2 separate regions of the Mus musculus genome follow, and region 2 is linked to region 1. Evidence: chromatin contacts called from public Hi-C data. All regions are on one chromosome and are shown on one strand. Each heading gives the region's core, a stretch centred on a gene start, on an enhancer-like site or on the middle of the called end of the contact. The rest is flanking DNA. Distances are from core to core; before and after follow the strand shown. Region 1 holds the start of Pqlc3 (PQ loop repeat containing). Region 2 has its middle 22 kb from the start of 2410004P03Rik.

What was found. A called contact is a pair of places that touch in the nucleus more often than the background predicts.
Region 2: a contact with region 1 is called in a Hi-C map of the G1E-ER4 cell line, with 1.9 times the contacts expected there. The contact joins the enhancer-like site here to the promoter of Pqlc3 in region 1. A contact is called at or near these places in 3 of 39 promoter capture datasets (the 3T3-L1 cell line, 3T3-L1-derived adipocytes and pre-B cells) and 3 of 484 Hi-C or Micro-C datasets (the G1E-ER4 cell line and pre-pro-B cells).

Annotation. Positions count from the first base shown.
Region 1 is chr12:16,998,336-17,001,582 of GRCm38.p6, forward strand. It overlaps Pqlc3 (PQ loop repeat containing), which reads right to left and starts at 1,783. Exons shown (of 7, transcript NM_172574.2): 1 at 1,478-1,783. The coding sequence starts at 1,620.
Region 2 is chr12:17,032,061-17,035,104 of GRCm38.p6, forward strand. No RefSeq gene overlaps it. Among named protein-coding and RNA genes, the nearest start is that of 2410004P03Rik, 22 kb to the left of the region's middle. Within about 2 kb of position 1,596, at least 77 of the 459 cell types and tissues checked have an H3K27ac peak or open chromatin away from gene starts, as enhancers often do. A contact at or near this core is called in the G1E-ER4 cell line, where this site is marked.

The DNA.
Region 1 (3,247 bases), core at 533-3,032:
AATCAGAGGAGGGCCTATGCCCCCAAGGAATCGCCTCTGGTGTATGAAAGCTGGTTTGACAGTGGTGTCCTTTAGTGTCTTCCTGATGCCTCAGAGACCATCTGGCTGGTGAGGGGCAGGCAGACAGGCAAGCAAGGCCCAGGAGGGAAGCAGAATTGTAGTGACCACCCTACTCATGGAGGGAGAAGGAGGGGGAAGGGAGCTAAAGAAGGGAAGGAGGAGTCAGAATGTAGACCGACAGGATCCAGGTAGATTGCCGTCCTATCCCTATTGTTCCTGCCTCTGGATTAAAACAACTTTACCAATAAAGCTGCTTGAGGATTTGCCTGTAGGGGCCCCAGAAGGACCTTCAGAAAGTTCTCAGGAACTAGGAACCATTGTAGTCTGGCGGAAGTAGGGATAAATAACTAGTAGATTTCAATGGTGGATCATATTCGTGCCTTCTGGCCACAGAACTGGTCTTAACCCTGCTAAGCCCACCTACTGCCTCAAAGGGAGAAAGGGAGGCCTTTGGGAGTTCCAGAAAGAGCCTGCTATTTACAGCACGACCTACTGCAAGACCCTTCCAGATCCCGGGGAACATTCCATGGCCAGAGCTGTTTTCTACTGGAGTCAGCTGTTGGATTTGAGACCATCTCTGGTTGAGTTTACGAATTTAAAGCCAGGCAGCAAAGAGTTAGCTACAAGCAGAATAGGAGACGTTGGGCTGGCACTCTGTAGGCATCCCTGAGCTTTCTATTCAGTCCTGCATCCTGAAGCCTCAGCTTCAGATGCCTATGAAGAATTTAGCAAACCAGAGGTCAAATAGCTCTCCTGACTTCACACCCGCATCCTCTGCCACAGCCAGACTGTCACTTTTGCATCCTCCAGTCTGTCTGTTGCCTTACCTCTCACCCTGACAGCCTTCTCCCTTCTCTGAAATTCACATACTCTTGTACTGTGCAGCCTTACGGGCCAGAGACCCTTCAGAGCCCCGCCTACCATCAAGCGTCCCTGGAAAGGTACACCTTGAAGCACCGCACCCCTTCCCCAACTCTATAGATGGGCGCGCCCCACTGAATGGACACAGGACCAATGGGTGACCGTGGGGTGAGGCTAGTGTCAAACCGAGAGGGCTCAGCCTGGTGCAAGATCACAGGACTTAGGGGTGTGTTTTCCGTTTGCTTTTTCCAACCAAAGTTTTACAACTTTGCCCCTTACTCTACTACATAGCCAAGGCTATTGAGAACTTGGCTCCTGCAGCAGTCACAGGCCATCCCTACCCGTTGGACCCCAGCTCAATTTTCAAACGTCTACTCAAGTTCCCCATCTTCGCTGAATTTGTAAAATGGGCATGCTCAGGCAAATCGTGGAATTTGGGAAGAAGCAGGGGAGGTGGGTGGGAGCGCCCCGGGTAAGCACCTCCTAGCCCCGAGCCCCCGAGTTAACCCTTGGTTTCCCGGACTCCCAATTCCTCGCAGGCCTCCCGGGACCTTACCCCGCCAGCTCCAAAAGTAAACTAGGGAGGCTGATGCCCCGCGCGCTGCGCGCCGCCAGCTGCGCGTAAATCTGCGGCAGCTTGAGTGCGGCGCAGACGCCCAGCGTGCTCCAGTTGCAGAACCATAGCAGTCCGGCCTCCATTCTGCAATCTCGGACGTGCCGGGCCAGGGGGGTTCAGGATCTTATAGGTGAGAACCGGAGGCTCAAAGTCCAAAAAGTCCTTCCGCCTTGCCGCCGGCCGGGTCCCGCCCTGATCACGCCCCGAGCTGCTGTGCAGCAAGTGCGCTCCGCCCCGAGTCTGCTCCACTCAAGATGCTCCCTACCCCTTTAGTCTGTTCCGCGCCCGTGCGCCCCGCCCAGAGTCTGCTCCGCTCGGAGCGCACCCCGCCCCAGTCTGCTCCGCTCCTAGCGCACCCAGCTCGGAGTTGGCTTGGCTCGGGATGCTCCCTGCCCTGTGTCTGCTGTGCTCCCGGTCCTTCCAGACTCCAGGGCGGTGGTTCTGTCCTGCCCTGTGTGCGCACTGCCTGGAGTCTGCTCTGCTCCCGGTCCTTCCAGACCCCAGGGCGGTGGTTCTGCCCTGCCCTGTCAGGCACTGCCAACTGCTGATTCACTTTCCGGGTTCCACCCAAGGGTGCTCCTCCTCGCAGAGTGGAAACGCCCGAACAGACTAGCCTTCTCCGGGGTTAGGTGGGCCCAGGGCCTACACACACACACACACACACACACACACACACACACACACACACACACACACACACACACACACACACACACACACCAGGACACACACACACACACCAGGACATTCACCCATAGGCTCATTTTCCTGTTTTCTCATGCAAATTGGCCTTGAACTAACTAACTAACTAACTAACTAACTAACTAACTAACTCTCTCTCTCTCCCTCTCTCTTTCTCTCTCCCTCTGTGTGTGTGTGTGTGTGTGTGTGTGTGTGTGTGTGTGTGTGTGTGTGTGTGGCCTAAGCCAGCCTTCAACCTCGGATCCACCTGCTTCCGCTTTCCAAGTGCTAAGATTTCTAGTGTGTGCCACTGCACCAGGCCGTTGACCTTGTGGTTTGAGACAGGATCACGCGACCCATGTTGGCTTTTTCCTACCTTCTTTTGGCAAATGCTGGGATTACAAGCTTGTTCCATCGTACCCTCTGAGAGCCCACTCTTTCCAACCTTCCCTCCTCTTTTTATTTTTATTAGGTTTTGTTGTTGTTGGCATGTGTGCGAGTCTGTGATTGAGTGCTTGTGTAAACAAATGGACAACCTCAAGTGTCATTCCTCCAGGACTGTGTACCGCCCCCCCCCCACTTTCCCTTTTTAAGGTGGATTCTGGGGATCTAATTCAGGTCCTCAAAGGAGTTGGTAGATGACTATTGATAGGGGATGTTGCTGCTGTTTCCCCTCGGTTGGGTCCATGCTCTCTCTCATATGAGGGCAACTGATCGCTGGCTGGAGAGCTCAGGGCCCATAGCACACCCTTGGAAGGTGAGTGTAGTGGGAGTGTCATGAGGTCCCTCTCCTGTAGTGCTTATAAACTGTAAACAGTAGCTTTGGGGGAGGGGGAGGGAGGCTGACAACCTGACTGCAGTCAGTGATGCAGTTTTCTTTCCTGAGTCATCACCCATGCTGGGTGGTGCAGTGCCTGTATCACTTGCAGTCCAGTTAACAATCCCAATAGATGCATTGTCGACCAAAGCTGCACATGATGGGATTGATTCTTTGGGCTATTGGAGCCCTACCTGGGGAGAGTTGGCACC
Region 2 (3,044 bases), core at 346-2,845, 34 kb after region 1:
ACCCTAGCTATTCTGGGACTACCTATGGAGACAATTCATAGACACCCACTTATCTCTGCCTCTGAGTGTTGGAGTTAGAGAAGCACACTGCCAGGCTTACCTTGGATGACATAGTCTCTTGGTGGTGTTGTGTAAGGTACAGATTCCCTGTTCTCCTGCATACCTGGAGATTGGCAGGGGGAAGAACCCTGGTCTCCAAGTCCTTGATGGTCCTAGGTGCTAGAGGCTGAGAGGTTAGGTCTCCTCCTTTCTGCCTCAGGCGTCTGGAGTTTGTGGTAGAAGTTGTAACCTTTGTCATGTGTGGTTTGGAGAACCCTGCCGTCCATTTTGGCCAGTGTCCTGGCTGCTGTAGATGTCCTGATCTATGGGTGGCACTTGCATTGGTCCCTAGCTCGACAGACCTCATGGGTAGTGCTATTGGAAAAGGTGCCCATGTTAAGCTTTCCACTGCTCCTTGTTCCTGGCTCCACCTAGGGACACCTCCATGTCCTGTGGAGCACATCGGGTTCTAAGGACCAGTCACTGACCCAGTGTGTTTCCCAAGCACCATGGTCCTAATGGTGATGGAGAGCCAGGCTATGGAGATGGGGTGGGAAGGGCAGACGCCCTTTTCCAAGAGTCTCAAATAAGAATCAGGACAGGTTCTTGCCTCAGCTTTCAACTTTCTAAACTTCGTGGACCACAAAGGATGTGGTTGCCATTGCTCCCTGCATGTACTGCCTGCCTCTCTACCCTTCTTCCCATACCACCCATGTGACCGGAAGGCTCATGACCTTTCTTCTGCTATCGAGGGTACCCCTCCTAATCTTTCACTCTTTAAGGCTGTGTTTCCTCTGGCCCATTCTGCATCCCCAGGAGTCCCTTGAGGACATAGCCTGTTATCTGTTCATCTACCACTGGTGCCAGGGAGTTCACCCCAGAAGCACAGGCCTGAAAATGAAAGTCATCCTCTGGTCACTGGGTCACCAAGAGGCTGACTCTTTCTCTAGCGTCAAAGGGAAACACGCTTTGACTCTCTCCTAGAAAATTCTAGACACACCAACACGGCACCTACGGGAGCCTTGGGAAGCATATTGAGAAACGCTATTCTGGATATTTTTGTGATACTCCAAATAACTTCAGTTTTCTCTCTCATCTTAAAGTCTCTTCTAACAACAAAAAAAACTCTTGCGTTGAGGACTTCCTTCCCAGCAGGTGGCGCTATTGAGCAGTGATTGAATCCTGAGCACCAGCAATCTATTCCTGAGTTCATACATAGGCTACAGATCCTCTCTGTGCCTTGTGTGTGTGTGTGTGTGTGTGTGTGTGTGTGTGTGTGTATAATATATATATATATTGGGGCTCTGCACAAATGAAGCTATCGCCATTACCGACCAAGCATTAGTTGAGGGACGATAAGTGTCCACCGAGAAGAAATGAAGCCCATTTGTGAAGTCAGTAGCAAGCGGGCCTCTTTGTACTTTGAAGCAGCAGAAAAGGCCAAACAGACCCATTGTTGCTATTTGTGGCTTTAAGAAGACCCTATATCTGATTGGCTGAGTGAAGAACAGAGAGGGTGTGGTAGAAACCGGAAGCACACTGTCTGTGGGGCCCTCAGCAGAACCATGTGGACTGCATCTCTACATAACCACACAGCAGCCGCAGAGCAGACAGTGAGCATGATCACACGGCACTTGGCAGAAAGGCAGACAGACTGGCTCGCCTCAGACGCTCCAGCTGGACCTCAGACGGAAGGTGCAGAGATTCAAATCCTTGGTCTCTCCACCGGGGATGTGAGCACCCTGGGTCCTCTTACATTGTAAGCGATGGGCTGTTAGGAATGACAGCCCCGAAGTCAACCAAGGTGGTTTTCATTCTCTCATTTGTCTGCCCTGAACACTTCACTCATTGGCAAGTATGTACGGTCCAGCTGGGAGGACTGATAACCAGCTCACAAAAGAGGTACCTTGAGTCCCCTGGCCGCAGTGAAACGGCTCCTCTAGGGTCAACACCTGGCTAGGGGCTGGCTGCTCCCTTTCTGTGCTTTTGTGCAAGAACCTTCCCTGTAGGGTGTGGACTGGCCCGGTACATTCTGCGTGTCTCCCATGGTCCTGGCTATGCACATTAACTGTAACACGATGACATAATTATAGAAACAGAGGACACCCTTCATTTCCTCAGTCACCTGCAGACCCAGAATATGCTGGAGAAAACTTGGATGCACCAACTCCTCATTACAAGCTGAGGCTAGCAATGAACAAAATAAATATGCATTGGAGACTGAATGCTATAATTAGCGTTTCCATGTGGCTAAAGAAAACGAGAGACATTTTAATTCCGGGCCTCTGGTTGCATGTTAAGTTGCTGCGAAGGGAATGGTCCTTGGGGGTTAACCTGTGAGGGACAGGCATTGTCTTAAGATCCTTGGTGTAGGTGGGATTCAAATGGAGCGGCTATGCCATTAGATAGCCCAGGGCTGAGCTTACTTCCTAGAGCCCAGTGAATACTCCCAATTGTAAGAGAGGCTGGCGTCGTCCCCTGGCACCCATGGTCCGGGTGAATCTATTCATTTAATAAATAATTAGCATTCGCATATCTGTTGTTCCTGGTGATGTCAGAAAGTACCTTTTCGTACTGTCTTCCAAATTCACATCTAGACGTGTGATGCTTTGACCTGCTACCTCCTTTAACTCAGTGCTGGGGACAATCTCAAAGCATTGTCCTGCTCTGCCCTTGGGGTAGCTAGCCAGCCTGAGGATTTTGTGCTTTCTTGATAACATAACTGGAGAAACTGGCATGTCTGAAAGAGAACAGGCCACATGGTCCTGAGCTCTTCTGCCCAAGGGGTGATAGGACTCTGTGTATCTCTTCTGGGGGATACATGGGGATTTGAGGTGACAGATAGGCAATCTGGGGGAATCCCCAGCATGGAGCCCAGGAGAGTCAAAGAGGAGATACCCGGCTCTTCTGCCTTCCGTGTTCCCAGGCACCAGCTTGTTGTAACACCGCGTTCTCAGGCCTCAGTGACTACAAGAGTTGTAAAACAGGCTGTAGCCTCACTGAAG